Linked DNA regions of Sus scrofa: all the other regions are linked to region 2. A link is a contact called in public HiChIP or PLAC-seq data. All regions are on one chromosome and are shown on one strand. Each heading gives the region's core, a stretch centred on a gene start, on an enhancer-like site or on the middle of the called end of the contact. The rest is flanking DNA. Distances are from core to core; before and after follow the strand shown.

The links. HiChIP or PLAC-seq counts read pairs in DNA pulled down with a chosen protein or histone mark.
Region 1: a contact with region 2 is called in an H3K27ac HiChIP or PLAC-seq map of alveolar macrophages. The contact joins the promoter of PCMTD1 here to the promoter of RB1CC1 in region 2. A contact is called at or near these places in 1 of 5 promoter capture datasets (liver) and 2 of 2 datasets of contacts at active chromatin or transcription factors (alveolar macrophages and skeletal muscle).
Region 3: an H3K27ac HiChIP or PLAC-seq map of alveolar macrophages shows a contact between it and region 2. The contact joins the promoter of TCEA1 here to the promoter of RB1CC1 in region 2. A contact is called at or near these places in 2 of 5 promoter capture datasets (fetal liver and liver), 1 of 47 Hi-C or Micro-C datasets (embryonic fibroblasts) and 2 of 2 datasets of contacts at active chromatin or transcription factors (alveolar macrophages and skeletal muscle).

What each region holds. Positions count from the first base shown.
Region 1 is chr4:78,097,475-78,101,747 of Sscrofa11.1, reverse strand. It overlaps PCMTD1 (protein-L-isoaspartate O-methyltransferase domain-containing protein 1), which reads right to left and starts at 2,727. Exons shown (of 6, transcript XM_021089409.1): 1 at 2,457-2,727.
Region 2 is chr4:77,591,556-77,595,610 of Sscrofa11.1, reverse strand. It overlaps RB1CC1 (RB1-inducible coiled-coil protein 1), which reads right to left and starts at 2,407. Exons shown (of 24, transcript XM_021089370.1): 1 at 949-2,407.
Region 3 is chr4:77,107,187-77,111,541 of Sscrofa11.1, reverse strand. It overlaps TCEA1 (transcription elongation factor A1), which reads right to left and starts at 1,922. Exons shown (of 10, transcript NM_001243680.1): 1 at 1,739-1,922. The coding sequence starts at 1,801.

The DNA.
Region 1 (4,273 bases), core at 1,478-3,977, 510 kb before region 2:
TCTAAAAAGAGTGTCACACTATCCTTTATTTTTCAGTGCATGCAATTATATTCATATCTGTTACTTTGCAGGAACATTTCCAAGCCGAAAAGGAGAAGGGAATTCTAAGATCACTAATTTTGTAGAGTAATTTACATTAACGAGGGGCAGCACAGCAGAGCACAAAGCAGGCTCTTGGATTAAGCACACCTGAGTCTAAGGTAACCCCCACCAAAAATGCAAAAAGGTATTAATCTCCATTTAAAAACCCATGTCACCTATGTTGTGAGGAACACCTAAGAAAAAGCATTGTTACCAGTGGCGACAACTAAAATGCCATGGATGTTTTTGACTTCTCAACACAGTTCCCCAAATAATAAAATGCCACACAACTGGGCCTGAGATTTCAGGTTCTGCATTGTTTGTGATTACCTCACTCAGCTGTCTTCCCTGGAAGCTAGCACCAACATGAACACACAGCACATTTTTAATAAATACAGGTCAATGATTAAATCAGCAAGGCCTCCAGCTCTTCTGCACTCAAAAATATCAAATGTAACAGAGATTTCCTAGCTTTGTCCTATTGGATAATAAGCAGTTAGCATCATCTTACCACTTAATGGTTCATTTCCTATGGTTTACTATCAAAACACTTTTTACCTGTCTGAAATACAAATTCTGTGGGCTACTGTTTTCAACTTTAACTCTTCTTCATGCACAGGCCATCTCACATTTGAGGGACTTGATTTGTTTTCAGCTGACCATATGGAATTTAAGTTTACTCTGAAAAATGCACTTAAAAAAACAAATAATAAACTATTTTAGCAATCTGCTTTACAAAGTCATCCAAGCCTCATGTAAGCTACCATGAAGCTCTGTGTAAACATATTACTCAACTTCCTAATATGTAAGTATCGCCAACTGGCCTTAGACATTCTGAACATTTTACCAACGTTATGTTTCCGTGTTAGTTTGTAGACCCTATTAAAAGCTATTTAAGGGAGTTCCCACTGTGGCTCATGGTAAGGAACCATCCATGAGGACACGGGTTTGACCCCTGGCTTCGTTCAGTGTGTTAAGAATCTGGAGTCACTGTGAGCTGTGGTGTAGGTCCCAGAAGCAGCGTGGATGTGGCAGTGGAGGTTGGGGCAGCTGAGGCTCTGATTCTACCCCTAGCCTGGAACTTCCATATGCCATGGGTGTGGCTCTAAAAAGACAAATAAATAAATAAATGCTATTTAAAAGTCAAAAGATCATAGAAATATTGAAGACGATGTTCAGCAATAAAATATAGCTCTGCGGTTTTTAAAAAGAATGAGACGTAATAAAACGGACAAATATCCGTGAGTATTGTTGGCCAATAAAAACTATATGCTATACATGATCCCAATTTTGCTTTTAAAATATACTTATAACATGCACAGAAATATCCTTCATGGCCTAACACCACACTTTAATACTGGTTAGCCAGGGTAGTAAGATGGGATGAAATGGGGCGGGGAGAGAGGGGGAGCAAACTGCATTGCTGGGCTGCTGCTTAGTTTTTTCTTAAAGAGCCATGTAATACTTTGTGCAAAAATAAAAAATAAACTGGGAGAAAAAAAAAACTGTTGGTAAAACCGTACTTTCTCCTCTATACCCCAATTTTTCTAGTATGTAATTTCAAAAATATACTCAGGACCTCTCAATTTTAAAAAGAGGACAGGCGAAAACACAGCACTGGACGGAGGCGGGGAAGCCTCATATTAGCAAAATCACCCCTGGGTCCTGTCTACGCCGGCGTTTGAAGCCCCAAGAAGGCCCGCCCGCCCTTAAACAGCAGGAAACGCTCCGACAGAAACACCGAAAGTGAGCAAACGCCAGCGCCGCGCCAGCCCCTGAAACCCCGCCAGGCGCCGCGCCGAGGCTCCCGGGCCGACGTGGGCCGGGCTCCTCCTCCAGCCGCAAACAACAACAAAGTCACAGGGCGAGGGCAGGCCAGAGCCCCAGCGCCGCCCCTCTACCCCCAGCAGCCCAGGACCCGACTTCCTCCAGACCCCCGGTTCTCCTGACCTCCCAGCCCCCTCTACGCCCCTGGACCGCCGGCCCAGACCCCCAGCCCCTCGACCCCTTAGACGCCCTCGCCCCCAGACTCCCTCGACTCCGGCCCCCCAGCCGCCAGGCCCAAACCCCCCGTCCCCTCGACCCCTTGGAGCCCGCCCCCCGGCTCCCAGACTCCCCCCGACCCCCTCGACACCCCCCCCCCAGCCGCCAGGCCCAGACGCCCCCAGTCCCCTCGACCTCTGGCCCCCTCAACCCCCCTCAGACACCGGGCCCGGATCCCTCCGACACCTTGGACCCCCCAGACCCCCGCCCCCTCAGCCGCCCAGCCCGACCTCTGGGCCCCCCAGCCCCGCGACCCCCGCGACCCTCTCCGGCCCCTGGGACCCCGACCTCTCGGCCCGGCCCCTGCCCCAACCCGCGGGCGGCGGCGTTACCTGCGGCGAGGCGGTCTGCCGGCCCTCCGCGGCGGGCGCAGGTGAGGCGCTGGGACTTGGCGGGCTCCGCCGCAGCCGGCGCCGCCGCCGCCACAACAACACGTCCTCCTCCTCCGCCGCCGCCGCCGCCACCGCCGCCACCGCAGGGGGGAGGGGCGGGGCCCGGACGCGGGCTGAGGAAGCCCGAGCGCCGCGGCCTCGGAGCCGTCGGAGACCGGGCATGCGCGGACGGCGGCGGGTGCGTGGGTCGCGCGCGAGGACGCCGAAGTCAACAAGGCCAGGGGCCGCCCCATCCGGCTCCGCCCCTTGGGGCGCCCCGCCCCCAGGCCCAAACAACGCGAGGTCTTGACGCGGCCCGGGGTCCTGAGGCCGCGAGAGACTCCGCGAGAGCAGGCTCTCCGCTCCCGCAGCCGCGGGTGTGGATGATCGAATAGCCTTCCTGGTTTGTTGTGTTCGCGTTCGCCACGGAGCCGAGGCCTGTCCCCGGCCTTGAGCGGCTCTGCCGGCGTGTGGGCGCCTGTCTGTCGGTCAGCGCGGGCCACTCATTCCTCGACCGGCGGCGGGCCCGGGAGCCGAGCCCGGGGTTGCCGCGCCGGGTGCACGTCCAAGCGTTGGGCCTGTGGTTTCTTGGGCTGCGGTTTGCAGACGAGCTCAAGTGAGGCGGCCTAGCTGGCGAGCTGCCTCCGGTGAACGCGTTGGCTAGAAAGCCCGGGGCGCTGTTTCCCACCAAGCTGACTGTGTGCAGAAGTGGTTAAATCACATGCTCTTCACGAAGAACCTGCAAGCAGGGTCAGGGCTGACATCGCCAGGGAAGAGCTTGCAAACCAGAGCAAAACTGCTAAGGTTGTCTGCGGTCCAGGTCAGCGATTTTATTTGCACCAAATGGAATATGAATGCAAATCAGGTGGACGTTCAACTCTGAGCTGCAGAATTTCTCCATGGGCCATCGCCCTTGGTCCTTGGGTTCCTTGCCCCCCCCCCCCCCAGCGTGGTCTCAGGGCACCCTAACCGGTGGAGTCAAGTAACAGTCATAAAGGGTTCGCTTGCTGCCATCCCAGGCAGAGATTTGAGCACATGAAAACCTTACCATAAGCTAAATAAGAAAAAATGGCCAGGGTAGAAAAGTAGCTAAAATCATTAAACAACTGCTGCACTCTTGATCCTCTTTCTTCCTCTTCATTTCTTGTATTTTCTTTACTCTCTCCATCCTGCTATAGGAATTTTTCAGAGTTTGAGACCTTTTTTCTCACAACTGCATGAAAGTTGACCACAGGTCATTTTTTAGTAAGACTGCTAGTAAGTACTAGGTTAATAAACAGGACCAAGTGCTGTGGGCGAGTAGTTCAACAGGAAAGCAGCCGCAACCCAGCATCTTCCTGGGGTTTTCCTCCTTCAGCCCTTTTCTCATTGTTCCTCCATTTAGCACCTTTCATGGATAATTTTAAATTATTCCATCATCTGGAATTACTTAGAGATTTATTTAGACTGATTAATTTAGATGCCTACAAGATAGTTTATACCTAGAGTTCTTGGTGCATTGTTGCAGCAAGTCTGGTCCTGGCAACAGGAAAGTAATACTTGCTCTGATAACTTTATTATTCATACCAACTTGCTGCGATTTTAATATTAAGCAAAAAAATAGCCAGAGTGAATACTTTGTGACTACAGAATGCTTTGCAGAGAGGAACGTTGTAATTTCCACACATAAAGCATTCAACAGATGCTTGTCGAGCTAAATTTAGAATACAAACTACTGTCACCATCCTAGAAGTTGACATTTTCCAAAGTCTTGGCTAGAGTTGTTGCATGTTTTCTTC
Region 2 (4,055 bases), core at 1,158-3,657:
TGACTAACATAAAAGATTCACAATAGACTAAATAAAATTACTATTTAAAAAAGTGGGCTGAGTCCCTATCCGATTTCCACCGACGGGCATTTACCAACGTAAACATTCACCAACATACAGCCTCCCTTTATAAAACTCTATCGAGGTTCTAAACACAATACAAACACCAAACTGTTGCTGGGAAAATACGTTCATTGAGGCCGCATTCTGTGACACTAAAAACAAAAAGGAAAAAGATCCTCACGCCCCTTGTAAGGGACTATTTATAAACGCACAACCCCCAAATCAAACCAGCCATCTTCCGCAATGGTCCTCTGCTTCCTAATATCGAGATTCTACATCCAACAGTCTTCTTAAATTGAAAAGCCAACCTTCCCACCCTTGGGATAAATCACACAAGCACCACCCACACGAAAACCTAGAAACCACACAATAAGAGAGCGAAACGGGCCCACCTCCCTTGTCCCATCATCGCGGGAGACGCGGGCGGCCACTGCTGTCCGGCTCCGTGACTCCCCATTACCCGGGAGCACGATCGTCCCCGCGGCACCCAGGCCCACGGCACCTCGCGCCACGGCCACGCTTCAGAGTCCCGACGGGCGAGGCTCCGCCGCGGAGCCATAAACAACGAGCGGGGCGCGTCCTCCCGCGCCAGAAGGCGCTCGGCGCGGTGCCCCAAAGCGCCGTCCCGGGCCCACCGCGAAGTTGTGAAACCGCACACACGCCCATCCCGCTCCCACCGCGGGCCGGGCCGGGGCTGAGTCATCCCCGGGAGCAACTTCGCCCGGAGCTCCAGCCCATGGCAATCCCCGCACCGCCCGCTCCACGTCAGGACCCCCAGGCCGGGCCCGGCGCCGGCGCGTACTCGGCCCCGACAGCCTCCACCCGAGGGTTTGAGGGGCGTCGGGGGCCGCAGGGCCCGCCTCCGCCGCCCGCACCGGGACTCACCGGGCAGCACCTCCTCCTCCGCCGGCCTCAGCAGCAGGGCCCGCGGCCCCCGGCAACATCTTCCGCCGCCGCCTCGTTCTCGGCGGCGGCTACCAACCGCCCATCGGCGCCGCCAACCGACACAACCGCCGGTGCCGGGGCTGCCGCGGCCGCCACCTCCGGGCGGCGAGGACGCTGGCGGGGCCCCCCGGCTCTGCGTCGGGGGCCGGGGAGGGCGGACCGCGGCCGGTCAGAGCCGAGGGGCCAGGCGACAGGGACGCCCGAGGCAGCACCGGGCTCGGCAGGGCCGCGGACTCGGTCGCCGCGGTTTGTTATTGTCGACTCCGGCCCTTCCTCCGCGGAGCACGCCGGGAAGCGCGCGGGGGAGGGGCGCCCGCCGCCGCTCTGCGCAGATCCGGAAGTCTGCGTCCGCCGGAAGTCGGCGAGCTGCCGGGAAGGGCGGGCGCCGCTCCGCCTCTCGCCTTTGCCTGGGCGTACCGTCTGTTCGTCCTCCTGTGACCCCGGGGACTCCGCTGGGCGGCCCGTGGCTGTGTTGGCCGCTGTCCGGATGCGACTACCCCAAGGTGAGCTTGACCTTCGCTTCTGCGACGAGCGCGCCTGAGCCCGGCCCTTCGGCCTGTCCCGGAGGGCCGGGGCGGGGGGCGTCCGAAGGTCGGGGGCCTCTTTTTGTCCCCCTGGGCTTCTGCCACCGGGCCAGGGACTGAGGGGACGGGGCGCGGGGAGCGCTGTGTCCCGGCGGGGCTGGCCTCCGCCCCAACCCCGGATCTGCAGGCGAGAGGGGAGAGCTTCGGCTCGGTAGATTGGGAGCACGTCAGAAGCGCCGCGACCATCCTTTTTTTTTTCCCCCCGCTGGCTGCGGAGTTCCCTCGTCAGCACGCGCCCTATAAGGCCGGGGAAGCAGCTTCAGGGGGTCCTGATTCTTTGAAGATGATGAGTCACAGGTTGGCTTGAAGCCACAGGACTTAAGTATCACAATCTGATGAAGTTAAAGTAGAGAAATATCTGAACTTTTAAGATTCCTGTTATATCCAGGAATATTTGGGAAGAGTAACAGCTCGGAAGTGCTACCGCTGAGTCATTAGAGAGCTTTTGAGTTGTGTTTGCATAAAGATGAGTATTATCACCCTTTTCAAGGGCACCCAAGCAGAACAAACACTACCAGGAAGCGAGGCCTGCAATCCTTCACTTGTCAGGGTGGGAACTGAAAAAAACATTGAACTACTGGTAAGTTTCCATTGCACTGACCCGTATCTGAAAGTTGTGGTTGAGAAGGACTTGCAGGTGTTACCACTTTGTTTTTAATTTTATGCTCTTACCGAGCCCAGAGAAGACTTGTCTTTGGCAAATCATTTTATCTTTGTTTGTTTTTAAGGTGGAGTTTTATTCCAGCACCCCAACAAGATACAGCAGGGAAGTGGAAATTAAGAGACAAAATTGTTCTTATACCTTGGGAAAGGTGAGAACTGGAAAGAAGGAAGAAAGGAGCTGACTGAACTAAGCACAGCATAGTAATTAGCTCAAAGAAAGTAAGTCATGAGATGGGATTCAGCCAGAAAATTAATAAGCAAAGCACGATATTAGGCCTCTAAAAAATATATGGGTCCTTGACCTACCTCTTAGTTGTCAGTGACATTTGTCATAGCAAGTACAATATATGTCAGAATGTAAAATCATGTATATGCCAGTAACACTCTATTAAATAAAATTTTGGGCCACCCCGTGGCATATGGAGCTCCCCAGCCAGGGATCAGATCAGAGCCACAGTCTCAACCTAAGCCACAGCTGCAGCAATGCCGGATCCCTAACCCACTGTGCTGGGCCAGGGATTAAACCAAGACACTGCCAATCCCATTGTACCACAGCCGGAGCTCCTAAATAAAATATTTTAAATGTTGTTTGTGTCACTTCTTTATTTGGGGGGGATTAATTCACTCTTAATCTTCTCTCTTAGTTATAAGCTGAAAGAAATGACCAGAAGTGATTGGCTCTTACTGTTGCTGAAATAGAAACAAGGAGACAGTTTTGGGTGAAGGAGAAAAAAAAAAAATAGCTTTTATTGCTTTATCAGGCAAAGGGGGGGCAGGGTCGACTAATAAAGACTATGCTCTTCTTTGGGAGAGAACAGGAGGTGGTTTTATAGTTTGGGAGTAGAAAATAGGATAAGGATCAGGGTAGGTGCAAACTTGCATTCCTCAAAGCTGGTTTTTGGTGGCCCTGGGACTGGTTCTGGTGGTCCTTCTCTTTAAAGAATGAAGAATTCTTCACCAGATAGTTAGCATCTTTTCATTTGTTGGGGGTTTGAGTTAGGCTGAACAGCTCAAAGAAGTGTATCAGCCCAGGCCCTGCCCCAAGGCTGCACCATTATTTGCTGCTTGTGCCTCCCTAATCTCTGCATCCCCTCCCTTCCCTGATTAGCAGCTATTTAAACCTGCCCTTTGCAACTCCAGGAGGGTCCTGAAGCTTATCCTCTGAGGGACACAAAGGAACCCCACAGGGTCCTACCCAGTTTCAATATCTTAAAGGTTTACACCTTCTCTGGAGTGTAAATGTTGGGAGTTTATGTGCCTTATGTTTTTGCTTACTGATAGTGAGAATGTATCAAGATGAGTTTTATTATATATGTGCAAGTATCTGGAGAGAACACAGGTTCTTCATACTGTCTATGTCCACAGTACATCTCCACAAGTCATGTTGTCCTTCAGACCAAGGATGTTGAATGCTGTCTGTATTCTCTCCCCTTCCCTTTGTAATGTCTCCTTCTTGGCTCTTAAGTCTGTCCTTTTATTTGTTCCTTTTCCAGACTGCCAAGTTATTATAATACAGACATCAGTGATGCAGATATGAGGTGCTTTGGGAACAGAAAAAGATTTAATATTGTCATCACATTTTTTAAAAAGTTAATAAGCATTTTAGGTCCTTTATAGATTTCCCATGAGGCAAAAGAAAGTAGTTGTTAGGAGGAGTGTGTAGGGTCTGCTGCTAAATGCTCTAAATACTTCAAATCAGTTCTACCCTTTGAAAACCTGTTTTTTGGAGTTGTGTTGTGGCTCAGTGATAATGAACCTGACTGGTATCCATGGGGAAGTGGGTTCCATCCCTGGCCTTGC
Region 3 (4,355 bases), core at 673-3,172, 480 kb after region 2:
TTATGGCTCAGCAGCTTATGAAGCCGACTAGTATCCAAGAGGATGCGGGTTTGACCCCTGGCCTCACTCAGTGGGTTAAGGATCCAGGTAAGTCGCTGTGGTGTAGATCACAGATGTGACTTGGATTTGGCATTGCTATGGCTGCAGCATAGGTTGGCAGTTGCAGCTCTGATGTGACCCCTAGCCTGGGAACTTCCAAATATGCCTTGGAAGCAGCCCTTAAAAAAAAAAAAAAAAAGGGATGAAATAAACAATTGGCGCAGATAATGTCTGAAACAGAAAACAAACAGGAAATACTTTAATAGTTCAAAATTGCAAATACAGATTAACAGGGTATGAAATTACATGCTGGACAATGCACCTGTTAAAGGAAAAGAGGAACAGGCTATGCTTGAAGTCTTAAGAATTCAGTGTTGTTTTTCATTTTTTTGTTTTTTTTAAAGAATTCAGTGCTTAACACTACTTCCTGCTCTGGCGTGCTGTCCAGCAGCAAACCTGGGTCCTGGTTTAATCCACGTTGCACACACTCAATTTAAATACACCAACTACTGGCTCTCTGACTCAGTTTTTTATTCTGTAAAATACACGGAGCACAGCTGTGTCTTGAGTCTCAAAAGAATCTTGCACAGATGCTTTGTATCTCTAAAGCGGTGTACAAATCAGTGCATCCCCTTTGACCTTCGCTTTGGTCTGACACAGAATTTTACAAGTTTAGCTGAAAACAGATGACTATGAAGTAAGGGACTAAAAGTAGCACACAGGTGGACGGAAATGCAGAAACTGCCACACTTCATACAAACCACAAGAGAACATGAACACGTTATCAATAACAGATAACTCCGCTGGTATTAACCGTAAACCACCTAGTACCAGCAACGGACATTTGCCAATTCCAGCCGGCAGCACACCGTAGTCAGTGAACGTGCCTTAAATGAGCTCTTCCGCACGGTATGCCCAACAAGATCCACTTTTTTTAAATGTTTAGCAACTTGTCAAGTACACTGGCATATGTTTTTAATTGCTAAACAAACGCGTAGGGTGGGTGAGATAATCAAGGGGCAGTTTAGCCTTCTTCAGAAATAGGATCCAAGAATTTCACATAGAAGTTTTATCAGCTTGATGTCTAAAAGAGACCTCAGACCTCTATGTTGATGCTCTTTCTCGCTATTAGCTTGCAAACAGTGGGGACTTTCTGTGCTCTTAAGCTAAATCAGCGAGGCTTTACCACCACCGAGTTTAAAATAAGGGAGGACGCCTGGATTAAGTTTGCTACGCTGCACAAACACCAGGGAACTAGGGCAACCAGAAGGAGTCCCCACGCCTGCTGCCGCGGGACAGGACCCCCCCTCCCGCGACCCCGTCCCAAGGACGCGGGTCAGGACCGCTCTCCCAAGACCCCCTCCCCAAGACGCCCCCATAACCTCCCCCTGGGGGCCCCTTTTCAGGGAGAGGAAACAGGACGCCCTCCCCCCAGGATCCCTCCCACGACTCCTTCCCAAGACGCGGGACAGGACGCCCCCTAAAAGACTCCCGCCCGGGACCCCTCCCCAGGACGCGGGGCCAGACGCCCCCCGGATTCCCTCCCCAGAGCGCGGGCCTTGCCCCGTCGCGCGGGTAGGGCGGCGGGCGGGTAGACAGGCGGCAAGGGCCAAGAGCCCCCTCAGGCCGACGGGCCCCCGCGTCCGGCTCCCGCCCGCCGCCCGGCCTCCCTCCGGCCCACGCCGCCCGCCGCGCTCACCGCGTTCTTCTTCTGCACCATCTTGTCCATCTTCTTGGCAATTCGGACCACCTCGTCGTCCATGGCTCCGGCAGACCTTCCCCGCGCCAGTCGCGCGGGACGGGAAGTGCGCGAAGCTGACAGGGGCTGCGCGCGAGCCCGGGCGTCGGCGAGGCCGCTCGGCAGGCCAGGCCCAGGCGCTTCCTCACGGACCCAGGCCACCGCGGCGGCGGCGGCGGCTCGCTCCTCCCCCGCAGGCACCGCCAATCGAGCTCCGCGCGCGCCAAGCAGGCACCGCCAATCGAGAGCGGATGGGAGGGGAGCGCGAGCCACGGCGCAGCCAGCTGGCTGCGGTGAAAGTTGGGCGGGCGGCACCACTGAACTTTGCGCGCGCTCGCGCCGGCCCCGCCCCCGTCCCTGTCCCAGGTTCCCCGGTTCCCCGGCCCCGGTCCACTGTCCTTGGTTCCCGGCCCCAACTCCCAGCAGAGACCCATGCGGCGCGCAGCTCGGGCGGCTTTGGAGGACCGCGCGTGGGTCAGGAGGCCCCAGCTTTTTCCCACCTGGGCGCTGCCTGGAAGTCAGACCCCATCTCCTAAGAGGCCCCTTATCGTAGGGATCTGATGGTTGTAAGCATTTCCTTTTTAAAGTCAAGTCCTTTGTAAGCGCCTTAAGAACGGAGACCCAGGACTTCTCTGGGGGCGCGGCAAGTCGAGGACCCTGCGTGTCACCTCTGTGGCGCGAGTTCCATCCTTGGCACGGGAAATTCCGCGTGCGCAGATGCCGCCAAAAAAAAAAAAAAGAAGAAGAAAAAGAAAAAAGACACAATCTCGTTTTCCGACTCGGAACTTTGAACGGAATGCCTTGAATACAGCTGAATAGTGGTTGACAAAAACGTTCTCATCTAAGAAATTAAGGTGTCTCACCTGCTCTGAAGATCAGTGAGGAAGGTGGACACAAAAGCAAGGTAGAAAATGGAAATTATCAGTACTGAAGAGTGGGCTCCTTCAATAGGTCTTTGCCCAGTCAGCGCCCTTTGCTGCTTCGATGGAACTTCCGTATGCCCCCAGGTGCCACTGGGGGAAGAAAAGAAAATTCCCTAATAATTGTTTTTCTACACCAAGATGTAAGATTTTGTTCTAGCTCAGTTATTTGGGGGAAAGGGTAATTTAAGCCGTGTCTCTATTTCATTTGTTTTAAATTATCTTTTTATTGATTCCCAACATAAGTTATAGTGAGACCTATTATATGATTGCACATCTACTGGTTCTCAGGTATTTCTCAGATTTGGTTTGTCAATTTTTATAAACATTCTCTGGGCCCCCAATTGTGTAGTGGCAAATGTGAAGTTCTGTACAGGCCTGTTAGCCTGAAATTAATTTTATTTATTGCTCAAATACTTATATCCCAGTTTCTTGTCTGCTTGAGGAATCAATTAGTGAGTATGTACATAGCTCCACTTGTGATTGTAGATGTGTGTGCATTTACGTTAATAATTGTCATTTTTATTATCAGTTTAATATTCTTTCATTGTGGTAAAATGCATATAACATTGTCAAATGACAAAACGAAAACAATTTGAGGAGTTCCTTTGTGGTACAGGGGGTTAAGGACATGGCATCATTGCTGTGGTTCCGGTCATGGGTTCAGTCCCTGGCCTAGGAATTTCCACATGCCTCAGAGCATGGCTAAAAAGAAAAAGAGGAGTTCCTATTGTGGTGCAGCAGAAATGAATCTGACTAGGAACCATGAGGTTGCGCGTTGATCCCGGCCTTGCTCAGTGGGTTAAGGATCCAGTGTTGCCATGAGCGATGGTGTAGGTCGAAGATGTGGCTCACATCTGGGGTTGCTGTGGCTGCGGTGTAGGCTGGCAGCTGTGGTTCTGATTCGACCCCTAGCCTGGAAACCTCCATGCACCCTCAGCCCTAAAAAAAAAGAAAAGAAAACAATTTGAATGATGTCTTTGATGTCCTTTATCCACAGAAAAACAATTCATGAATTGGGAAGTATAGCATCTCACAAGCAGTGGGCACTATTCTGAACAGAATGAGGGCAAGAGTTATATACGCTGTCACATGAGACAACCTGGAAACAGGGCAAGATTGGCTAGGAGCTGGGCTTTTCTCACAGGGCTGAAAAGTCCCATTTTCTAGGGTGAGTGAGCTCAGTAAAGCTGGGATTGTGGCTGGTAGTAGGATTCCCTGACAGGTATCTCCCATAAGTGCAGACTGACTTGGTTTAGATCTGTGATGTGGACAGAGCCACTACGGCTCCATTTGTTGGTTCTTCATATAGGAATTAACTTTCTCAACATAAAACTTAACCATTTTACCAAGTTTCAAATGTACAATTTAGTAGCATTTAGTACACTCACAATGTTACTCAACTATTACCACTATCTAGTTTCAAAAAGATTTCCAAAAATTTTCATCACCTCAAAAAAACAAAAAACAAAAGAGTTCCCATTGTGGCTCAGCGGGTTACAAGGCCAACTCGTATCTATGAGCACGCAGGTTCAATTTCTGGCCCCTCTCAATGGGTTAAGGATCTGGCATTGCTGTGAACTGTGGTGTAGGTTGCAGACACAGCTGGGATTTGACCCCTATCCTGGGAATTTCCACATGCCATAGGTGCAGCCCTA